Linked DNA regions of Mus musculus: regions 2 and 3 are each linked to region 1. Evidence: chromatin contacts called from public HiCAR-type data. All regions are on one chromosome and are shown on one strand. Each heading gives the region's core, a stretch centred on a gene start, on an enhancer-like site or on the middle of the called end of the contact. The rest is flanking DNA. Distances are from core to core; before and after follow the strand shown.

Region 1 (3,538 bases), core at 276-2,775:
TCCTTGTACCAGAAAACTGGGAGAACCACCTCTAGCTGGTGCACAGGGCTGTCTCCAGGCATCTCCAGAACTCAGAAGGCTACAACCAAGCATCTTCCCATTAGCCCTGCAAGGACACCTGCCTTTCACGGAGAGGGGGAGGGGACAGATAATCCTCTTTTGGCCTATGTCCAGTTTATTCTGGGTCCCCTCCCTTGTAGCTGTAGGTAGGTGGAGGTATTGGGCAGCTGGTGTTTCCTATTCTTATTGCCACCCCCCCCCACACACACACCCCGCCCCACACACACCATGCTGAGGCAGCCCTGGTCTGGTTCTAATCGGGGCTGAAGTCGACTCCCTACCCCCCCCCCCCTTTTCCTTCATTTCCACGGCTTTGGAAGCCAGAGCATTCCAACTGTCTGTGTGCCAAGACCTTCCCGAGTCTGAAAGCTGCTGAAGTAACAGATCAGATTTTAGCAAGTGCTTTCCAGGCTGAGCGCCAAGCCCTTTTCTGATTCACAGAGAGCGAACGGGGACCAGGCAGGGAACAAGCCCTGGGCTGCACCACCTTGGGCAAGGACATGTGGAGCAGAGCGCAGCAGGATGGGGAGAACTCTCTCTCTCTCTCTCTCTCTCTCTCTCTCTCTCTCTCTCTCTCTCTCTCTCCACACACACACACACACACACACACACACACACACACACACACACACAGAGTAATTTACAACTAAAGCTCTCTCTCTCTGGACTCAAAATCCACTTAGCTGAAAACAACCTTTTTGTCTGCAGGGACAAGCAAGCCGTAAAGGGACAGTTGGCATAAAAACCTCTAGGTCCCTACCTCGCCAGCTGTGGTCGGAGGTTGGAGTCCCACACATCACTCGGGCCAGAGTCAGCCCTCCGACTCTGAGAGATTTCCCTACCGAGGCTGACCGAGGCCGCGACAGTCTGCACTGGCTCAAGCAGTAGCTCCTAGCCCTTGGCCTGATACCGCCAGCGCAGGACGCGCGCGAAGCCGCCCTTCTGCGCCCTGGGAACAGGTGCACTGGGCTTGTTGCCCAGGAGGGGTGGGGCACCGAGAGGGGGCGCGGTCCCGGGAAGGGGGGTCGGCCAGCACCTCGAAGAAGAGCGCGCTGGGGTTGGCAGGGGGGTGGGGGAGAGACACGACTCGACTCTCAGGAGCCCACGTACCTGAACCTGGAAGCACAGCAGTAGAAAGTGTAAACACCTGCGGGAGAAAGAGGGAGAGGAGGTCAGTGAGATCCGAGGAAGGGGCACAGATAGACAGACAGACACGTAGCAGAAAGTCGGGCGGACAGACAGACAGAGCCACACACGCACAGGGACAGGCATCCAGGCAGGGTGGCCAGACCCGGGCGGGTGCTTACAGGCAAGTGCAGGCGGAGGGCGCTGAATACATCGCGGGGCGGGGGGGGAGGCGGCGGCTCCTAGCCCAGCCTGCACATGTCCGCTCCGCGCGGCCGGGACCGGGCGCCTCCGCCGCCGCCGCCGCCGCCGCCGCCGCTGCTGCTGCTCCCTCCTTGCCGGCTGCTTCTGCAGACTCTGCTGCTCCGGGGCGCTCCGCGGCGCGCCCTGCGGCATCAGCGCCCCGCGCGGCTCCTCCGGAGCGCTGCGCCCTCCGAGCCGGCGCGGGGGCTGTGGGGCGAACGCGGTGCGGGAGGAGCCCGGCCGGTGCGGGGAAGCTGGACTGAAGCGGGCGGACGGGAGGGCCGTCTGGACGTTCGCGAGACGCGGGCTGCGGGTTCAGTCCAGGGGCAGCATGCACGGCGGGTGCTGCGGCAGAGGCGCCGCAACCGGGACGCGAGGCTAGCGGGGCCGGGGTCAGCGCTCCGAGGCTGGGGCGCGCATCTGCAGTGCGAACGCGTCACGGCCGCTCCGTCTGGGCGCCCGCCGGCTCATGTCTCCTCCTCTGTGTCTCTCCGGCCGTGCGCATCGCCGCCTCCCACCGCTGGCGGCGGCCGGGGCGTTTTCTACGCGAGGGCGGCGAGGGGGCGGGGGGCCAGGGGCGGGTCCGGGCCCGCGCCGGCACAATGAGGATGCGGGGCCCGGGGGCTCCCCCCTCGGGGCGCGGCCGGACGGGCGCTCAGCGCGGCTGGGTGCGCCGCGCCCACATCAAAGCCGGCCCTGCCTGCTCGCCTGCCTGCCGCGGCCTCTCCGCTGCCTCCTCCTTCTGGCGGCTCAGGGTTGGAGGGGAGGCACTCAATACTGTCGGCAATGGGACTGGCCGTTCAGCATGGCAGAACCCACGAAGCTGGACCTGGTGAGCGCTGGAAGCCGTCGGAGCTCTCCGACACAAGGCTAATATTGGCCGAATGGAGCAGGCGGGGTTCCCAAAGAATGCTCACATTTGCTGTTCATATTCACATCCACTAGAGTTGGGAAGCAAGGGGAGGACAGACGAGGCCCGCCCGGTGGGGTGACTCAACTGAAAGGAGTCGTGTTTACCCTTACCCTTAGGCCACGCAAGATAGTGGCTTTTCCCAGACACACGCACCACCACCACAACCACCACCGTGGGATGACTACGCTAAGTAACGCCTTCTTCTGTTTTGCCGTAGGAGATGGCAAAGTCTCAGGGGCGTCTCTCTCCCTTCCCCCGCTCTGGGACTCTAAGGTCGGTTCTAGGGATTCCAGCTGCGTTCTCTAGTTAGGTGACCCGGGTTTTGGAAGCACACGGCTACCACCTAGCGGCTCAAAAATGTCGCTGTAACCTCGCCCCTGAATGGCTACATGCCTGGGAGTAGCCAGGACTCTGGTCAGCGCTCACTCCAGGTCCTCTTCAGTTCGCAATCTAAGCAGCTAGTTTTCCTGCCCTTGATCACCAACCCTGAACTTTTTCTGTCCTTCCATTAACCCCCAAATGTAGATATTGTTGTCAGAGGCCTGCCTCATTCTGTCTAGAGCCTGGGTCAGCCAAGTTCTGCTTTGGACTGATGCTAAAACAAACAGGTCACAGTGGGCAAGAAACTAGAGAACGAGCTCAAAATGCAAAACTCAGGAATTCGGATTATTTGATTTAAAGGCCTTGTGTCCGTAGCTGTGGTTGTTATTCCCCGTTCGCTGGAGCAAAGTGAAGAAGGTGCTGCTCGGTGGTGTTATTTCTCAAGTTATAGAAACATAGTATTTGTTCCAAGGACCAGACCTCCCTGTAAGCGACTTTCAGTTCTTTTTCAAAGTTGAGGCTAAGGGGGCAGTATTAAAAACAAATCCTGAAAACCTTTGCGAAATCGAGTTGTTGAGAGAATTGTTGCATGAAAGGAAGTTGATTTTATGTTTATTGTCTGGGCTGCCTGAACTAGCCTTGCAAAGTTACTAGTAACTTCCTAAATTCTGGAACCAACCAACCAATAGAGTGAAATGACAAACCACAAATAGGGCTGAACCAAAAAGTGGTCTTGCTTTACAGACTGGCACACGTGTATCTGCTGACATGTTTCATGTATCTTCTGGCTAAAATTAATTTTTTCCTATCTGCACTTTATTAGTTTTTCATTACTTTTGAATACAATGGGTAACTATTGTCCCACCTACAGTGGTT
Region 2 (3,538 bases), core at 736-3,235, 2.7 Mb after region 1:
ATTCAAATGGTGGCATGGTAGTACACACCTGTAAACCCAGCCTGAGAGACACAGAAGAAGAAAATGCACTTCAAGATGGAGGCAGCCCAGCCCAGAAGCCAGCCTGGTCTGTATAGAGAGGCTGTTGGATGGGGAGGAGGAGAGGCAGAGAAAGTTTCGCAACATTAAATGAAAAGAACCCCAAAAGATGCTATAAAGCATAACACAAAACTGCAAAATAAACAACTTCATTGCAGAGGAGTTAGGAATCAGTGAGTGCATTTTAAAACATCCCTGTTAGTTGCTCCTGAGAAACTGTTTCTTTTACAGTAGTTAAAATGGTTTTAAAAACAAAAGACATTCCTTTGACAGCATGGACATAAGCCTTTGAAGAAATCTCAACTTCCAAACCATTAAACCATCGTAATGAACCACTTAAAAGGGGTATCATAATAAACTACTTAAAAGGGCCCTGGGAAGCCAGTGCCGCCCCACTTTCTCCAGCCTAATGAGTCCTAACTTGCCTTATGCAGGAAAACTGATTTCTAAACAAACTCCTCTTCTCAATTCTTATAGCACGTACTTCTAGAATCTTCAGTAACAACAACAACAGCAACAACAAATTATTTGAAAACATCCGGAGCACTTACCCTTCGAAGAATATTCAGCCTATACTTCAATTTTAAATTTTCTTCTCGTAACTGTTCCAAACTTGGAGAAGCTTCCAAGCAGCCACAGTTCTTCAGCCGGTCGATCTCAGCAGTCAGAGCCTTAATCTCCCTTTCCTGTAAGGGAAAGGCAACTTTTCCAGGTCAAACAAATGCTTCCCGGATAATGGCAAACCTTACCACAGACTTCCTCATTTCGCTCTCCACAACATGTGGGGTAGAAAAATGAGAATGGACTTTGCAATGATTTTACTGACGTCAGCAATCATCCTTTATGAGATGGAACTGAGTTCACATGTGTGTGCTGGGGATGAGGGACTGCGGGGCAGAGAATATAACTCAGCCAAGTGTGCATGGCAGTACACATCTCCAGTCCTAGCAGTTGAGAGGCTGTGAGTTGAAAGTCCAGGGCCAGAGTCAAACACGGAAGTCTCTTCTTTAGCTAGGTGCATCCTGATTTAGTCAGAGTACAAGTTTCTGGCTTTACTACCTGTGTTGCTAAATCTAATGACTTGGGACTAAAAAAAACCAAACCAAATCAAAAACGACAAAACAAACCAACAAACATCAGTAGGAGTTGGGGACTTGCACCCCTCAGTGCTGCTTGCCACACATAGGCCTTGGCTCTGGGTTAGATCCCGAGACAAAAAGGAGTCAATCCATCTTTTGTCATATTCGAAATCACTCAAGTGTCCGTCTTTGCCTTTTCTGGGTCTACGTAAACTTCATATATATATGGTTTTTTTTTTCCCCATCTCTCCAAGATCTGCTACTATTCACTGGACTCAGCAGTAAAGAGCTTGTCCATTTATTTTGCACCTCGGGGATGATTTGCATAAAAGCAGTTATTGTCCAGGGAAGACTTAGACAAACTGAGTTCCTAACGCTAGTGTCTAGGCCCGAAAAAGAAAAGGGGCTGGTCTTACTTTCGTTTTTCAAAATTGTGACACTGTTCCAGACCAACACTGGCGGCTTCTTGGGAAGTTTCCGGCTGGGTCTCAGGGCACACCTGTCCTGCTCTAACCTGGCCTGGGCGACCAGCAGAGTGAGCCTCGCTCGCTGTCCACCCTCTCTTCTCTGAGTGACAGTCGCACGACCCGGCCAAGAGGAAAGGGCCAGCGGAGCAGCAAGGCTTCGCAAGCCCCGAGGTCCCGGACTGGGGTCGCCGCGGCCGCCTGTGGAAGCCACTGCGGACTCTGCCCCGCCGCCGCCCGCTCCAGAGCCCTCCGCCCCGCCCAGGGACAAACCTGCTGCAGCAACCGCGCGGAGCACTGAGCCACCAGACCGTCCATCCTCTCGTCAGCGACTCACATGCCAAGCGGCCGGAAGCGGAAGTGTCTAGTTTGGGCCGGAAACGGAAATTCCTACCCGGGTAAGTCACTGTTTTTGGTTTTTCAGGGCGCGCCCTCTGCTGCCCCCTAACGGGATCCAGGAGACACTGCGAGAGAGGCGGGGAGCAGGCCAAAGCAACCTACCCTCTGCTTGGAGGCATGGCGCGGGCATGGGCACAGAACCCATCCCTCTTTTGTTTTGATTTTTTGTGTTTTTTGTTTTTGTTTTTTTCGAGACAGGGTTTCTAGCCCTGGCTGTCCTGGAACTCCCTCTGTAGACCAGGCTGACCTCGAACTCAGAAATCCACCTACCTCTGCCTCCCAAGTGCTGGGATTAAAGGCATGCGCCACCACTGCCTGCAACTCATCCCTCTGTTAAACAGGCATTTTTGTTGTTGTTCACATTAAGGTGCTAGATACTCTCTCCAGGATGTGAAGATGTTTAGAATGTATGATAAAAAAAGGTCCTTAAACTAATGGAGACTGCCTGAAAGGGGAAAGAGAAAACAATGGCTTTCCTTTTCATTGTATGTGTAGTGCGCGCGTGCACGCGCACATGTGCATGTGTAGACTTTTTGTATTCCACTCTGACCTTTGACTCTCCATCCTCCTGCCTCAGCCTCCTTACCAGGCAAACAATGTTTTAATTACCAAGAAAGGAAGGTGGTACAATGACTTGAGCCAGGCAGCCTCTTGGAGCATCTCTCAGGCTCTTCTGTTCGTTTGAAAGATGTAGCCCAGGGTAGTCTTGCATTTAGCTGAGCTTCTGATCTTTTGTCTTGAACTTCTGATCTTTTTCTTTCCACCTTCCAAGGGTCGTGGTAACGTGGTTTTACCACCAAGATGGATTTAGTTCACGTTAAAATTTACTTATCTTCATCCTAAACAATAATATCTATGAATCCATGGGCTGAGTGTGTGGGCTAAAGATGCTACATATTAAATAAATATAGGACTTGAGAGGTGGCTCAGTGGTTGAGAGCACTGGCTGTTTTTTTTTCCCCCAGAGGTCCTAGTTTGATCCCAGTATTCACATGGCAGCTCACACTCACCTATGAACATGTAGTTCCCTGGGATTTGATGCTCTCTCCTGGTGTGCAAGCATACATGCAGACAAAACACCCATATACATAAAATAGATAAACTTTCAAAAACAATCAACATATTATTATAGATAATAAAGAATGCAGCCATATCTACCTGTGTTTTCTTTTTGCTAGGTAGAGCGGGCTGGCCTAAAACTCAAGCATTTCCTGTGTTCTGGGATTACATCTGCTGCCTCTCCGGGCCTATAGTTTTCTATATTGTCACCAGTGGTACCTATACCCACTTTGAGAAAATGCTGCATTAAGGCACTTGGCTATCACCACAGCACATAAAAAAATGTTAAAAACACACACACACACACACACACAACACTGTGATTGCTGTGAATTCATTCCAGCCTGAGTTAGTGAGTTTTAGGACTGTAGAGTAAGGACCTGTCTCCAGGTAAGCAAGCAAACAAGCAAAAAAAAAAAAAAAAAAAAAAAAAAAAAAGGAAGAAGGAAGGAAAAAAAA
Region 3 (3,538 bases), core at 639-3,138, 2.6 Mb after region 1:
AAAACAAAGGTTTTTTTAAACCAGGAATTTCCAGGGCTAAGGGTAAGCAATAGCTTTTCTGGATTTGGAGTATTCCCATCAGCTCTGGTTACCACACAAATTTGTTTCAAGAAATAATCTTGGGGTAAGAACAAAGGCAGAAAATAAGACAGGGTTTCTTTGTGTAATCTTGGTTGTCCTGGAACTCACAGAGATCTGCCTGTACCTGCCTCCCCAGAACTAGGATTAAAAGTATGGGCCACCATCGCCCTGGTCCTTTCTTATCTCCCCCTTTCCAGCCCCCAATAGGGTGTCTCTGTGTAGCCCTGGCCTTCCTGGAACTTGATCTGTAGACCAGTCTGGCCTGGAACTCAGAAATCTGCCTGTCTATGTTGGGATTAAAGGCATGAGCCACTACCACACACCTGGCTTCTCTCTCTCTCTGCCCTTGCTTTATCAACTGTTTCAGTCTGTCTTGTGTTGCCTATATCTAAATACTTGAGACTTGGTATGTTATGGGGGAGGAGGGTGTTTAGTTACCCTTTGGAGGCAGGGGTGGTCTGACAAACATTACACGGTAAAATCCAAAGAAGAATGTCAAGTGAATCTGAAAGTCGCCAGAACACCAAAGCTAACTTTCCATTATATCCACCAGTACACAGTAATTAAACCAGACCTGCCAGACCCAACTCATTCCCATAAGCTCTAACCTAGTCCCATGAGATGTAATACAGTCTCTAGAGAAAGTCATTGATCAACCGCAAGACTGGTGTCCCCATTACCCAGTCACTTCCTGAAGGCCCCACCTTCTCACACTACTTCATTGAGAAATGAAGCCTCAGTGTGAATTTTGGCTTAGAGCAACTAAATCCAAACTATAGCAATCAGCAAAGGCAGGACAGCAGAGCTCGCCAGTTAGATTGTTTCTTGGAATGCTATCTTCCAGGGCCAACTCCCCAGGGGCAAGCACATGGAGGTTCCTACCAAGCCACATATTGTCAATGACTGAATTCTTTGCCATCTAAGACATAAAAGTGGAGGAGAGGCCATGTCCTTGATACCATCTCTTCCTTTTCCGATGGATGATCTCAAATCACAAGAGGCGTAGAGAAAAGGGTATCCTGGGTTTATTCTGAGAACTGGTGCATCTAATTCTTTTCTCTGAAAGTCACTTTCCTCTTTATAATGAGGAGCTAGACTAGAGAGATCCTGTGAGGAACCTGAAAGGCATGTGCTTTCAAACGTTTTGTTTTATGAGACAGGGTTTCTCTGTAGCTCTGGGTGTCCTGGAACTCGCTCTGTAGACCAGGCTGGCCTCGAATTTCCAGAGATCTGCCTGCCTCTGCCTCCACAGAGTTCAGGGATTAAAGGCGTTGCACCACGACCATACTACAACTTTCAAGTGTTTCGACTGCCTCGTTCCTGCCGTATCTTCACAGTAAATAAAACTCGCATGTGACTCAAAAGGCTGCTAGACTACATTACATTAAATAATAATTATGTAGCAAATGTTACCATCTTTAGTGACCTTCCAACCCCAATATTCAAGGTGTTCCTTTAGCGGATGACTTATCTCATCAAACGTATTCAGTGGTCTGGACCCCTGAATTTTGACACAGCCATCACAGGGAAAAACCATCAAGAGGAAAATCTGCGACTGCGTGACAGCCACAGCGCCCTCAGAGTTCACAACCCCTCTCTTCTTTCAGCCGCTACGAGACCAGAGCCCGGGAATTGCCAGGACCGCCCACGGCTTGCTACCATTGGCGGCCTCCTTGCTGGCGTGACTAAGGCTCCGCCTCTTCCCCGCTGGGACCACTCTGAGGCGATCTCCGGAAGCGGAGGGGGGCTAGAAATAGGGGTCGAGAGGCATCCTGGGCTTTGTAGTCCGCCTGAGCATCTGCCGCAGGAGAGTGGAGCCTCACTCTACGGAGAACTACAACTCCTAGCAGCCCCGCGGAGAGCGAGGCGAGGAGGCCTGAGTCACGTGGGCGCTGGGCCTGGGCGGGCTATTTCTCAGTGCGGCGGCGGCGGCGGCGGCGGCTCGGGGGACCGGGGCCTTTTGTTCGGAGCGGCTGCGGGGGGCCACGGAGCGGCGAGGCCCGCGGCCTTCCCCGGCTCGCTCGGTCCCGGCCGCCCCTTGCGGGGTTGCTGGGCCGCCCCGTGGGCCGCCTGTGGCCTCAGGCGCCGCCGCCCCGCCCTAGGCCCGCCCCACCCGGCCTGAGGGGAGGAACCGGCCGGGCCTCGCCGCGCGGCCCAGCCAGCTCCGGAGTATTCACCTCTCCTCGCTGAGCTCTGCACCCGAGGCTACCCCTCGCGCCTTAGGCCGACGCCATGAAGATCAAGGATGCCAAAAAACCCTGTAAGATGGGACCGGGGACCCGTGGGTTGGGAAGACGGGCCTTGGAGCCTCTGGCGGAGCGGCCCGCTTTAAGCTCGCGACTGTTCTCGGACGCCAGCCAGGGAGGGAAGGGAGGGATCGCTGCAGCCCCAGGTTGCAGGCGGCGGGCTTCCCCACCCCCATGCATGAGGGCCAGGCTCCTGCGGTCCCCCTGCCCGCTGCTCTCTTGCTCCTGCAGATCTGGGAGGTGCACGGGAGAATCTTGACTCGGGTTTTACCAAAATGGGAGCACAGCTACCAGGCCCCTCTTGAAAAGAGGTAGTCATGGCTGTCAGATAGGGGTTGGTACACCACCTCCCTCCCATTTTCCCCAGTTTCTGGGTTTCCTGCGCGTGTCCTTGAAGTCCAGGTGGGTTCCTGGGAGTTGTCAGCCTTGCATTTGGAGCTGTTCAACGCTTGTGCATGTACTCTGCCTGTAGATAAATTAATGGCTTGGGCAGTTTAGAAAATCAGCTGGTTTTGTGTTTTAGGGAGCAGATAAACACCAAGGTTAAACATCGTATTTCAGCTATTTCGAACACATTAATATGGTGATAAATACCTCGAGCTTTTTTCTGTAGTTGTACATGCATATACATGCAAAGGTTCTAACCCTGTTATGAGAGACACATCAAGGTTCACAAGCTGTCTTTTAAATGCCTCTTATTCCTGCGGTTGGCTTGTTTATTGGCTCAGTCTTTGTGAATGTTGTTCTTTCATTCTCTACTAACTGGGCATGTGGGGATCTGTGTTCCTGTCATAGAGGTTTTACAGATTTTAGTGTTTTATGCCATCTACAACTGCGCCTAGAGGTCAGCTGTAAAGGGGGCATGAACATCTTCCCTGCCTGTTCCCATAAACCTCACAGACTCAGCTTCCAACGCAGTCCAGAAACATTTACTTAAAACGTGAGAGTTCTCAGTGCTTAAAGATGAGGAAAGAGAACTTTGCTTCAGTGACTTTTAGTCCCCTCCTTGTACTGGCTCAAAGTGCAGTGCTGCTTCCCTTCCACCTACAGGGCATGGTCCTTAAGAGACAGTGTTTGTTTGTTTTTAGATTATCTGCTTATAGAAAGCATTAATGATGCTTTCGTTTCGTTTCGTTTTGTTTGTTTGTAGACAAGATTTCTCTGCAGCTTTGGCTGTCCTGGAACTCACTTTGTAGACCAGGCTAGCCTCT

Evidence for each region. HiCAR-type assays count read pairs that join an accessible place to other places.
Region 2: a HiCAR-type map of astrocytes shows a contact between it and region 1, with 5 times the contacts expected there. The contact joins the promoter of Rars here to the promoter of Fgf18 in region 1. A contact is called at or near these places in 2 of 39 promoter capture datasets (embryonic stem cells and pre-B cells), 1 of 484 Hi-C or Micro-C datasets (pre-megakaryocyte-erythroid progenitors), 1 of 115 datasets of contacts at active chromatin or transcription factors (astrocytes) and 2 of 9 other capture datasets (adipose tissue and liver).
Region 3: a contact with region 1 is called in a HiCAR-type map of astrocytes, with 4 times the contacts expected there. The contact joins the promoter of Pank3 here to the promoter of Fgf18 in region 1. A contact is called at or near these places in 1 of 484 Hi-C or Micro-C datasets (CD8 T cells), 1 of 115 datasets of contacts at active chromatin or transcription factors (astrocytes) and 2 of 9 other capture datasets (adipose tissue and liver).

What each region holds. Positions count from the first base shown.
Region 1 is chr11:33,145,875-33,149,412 of GRCm38.p6, forward strand. It overlaps Fgf18 (fibroblast growth factor 18), which reads right to left and starts at 1,526. Exons shown (of 5, transcript NM_008005.2): 1 at 1,368-1,526; 2 at 1,171-1,207. The coding sequence starts at 1,399. RefSeq lists promoters at 1,343-3,538, 1,343-2,286 and an enhancer at 2,101-2,131.
Region 2 is chr11:35,832,543-35,836,080 of GRCm38.p6, forward strand. Rars (arginyl-tRNA synthetase) reads right to left here and starts at 1,986. Exons shown (of 15, transcript NM_025936.3): 1 at 1,895-1,986; 2 at 630-764. The coding sequence starts at 1,939.
Region 3 is chr11:35,767,607-35,771,144 of GRCm38.p6, forward strand. It overlaps Pank3 (pantothenate kinase 3), which reads left to right and starts at 1,889. Exons shown (of 7, transcript NM_145962.2): 1 at 1,889-2,341. The coding sequence starts at 2,314.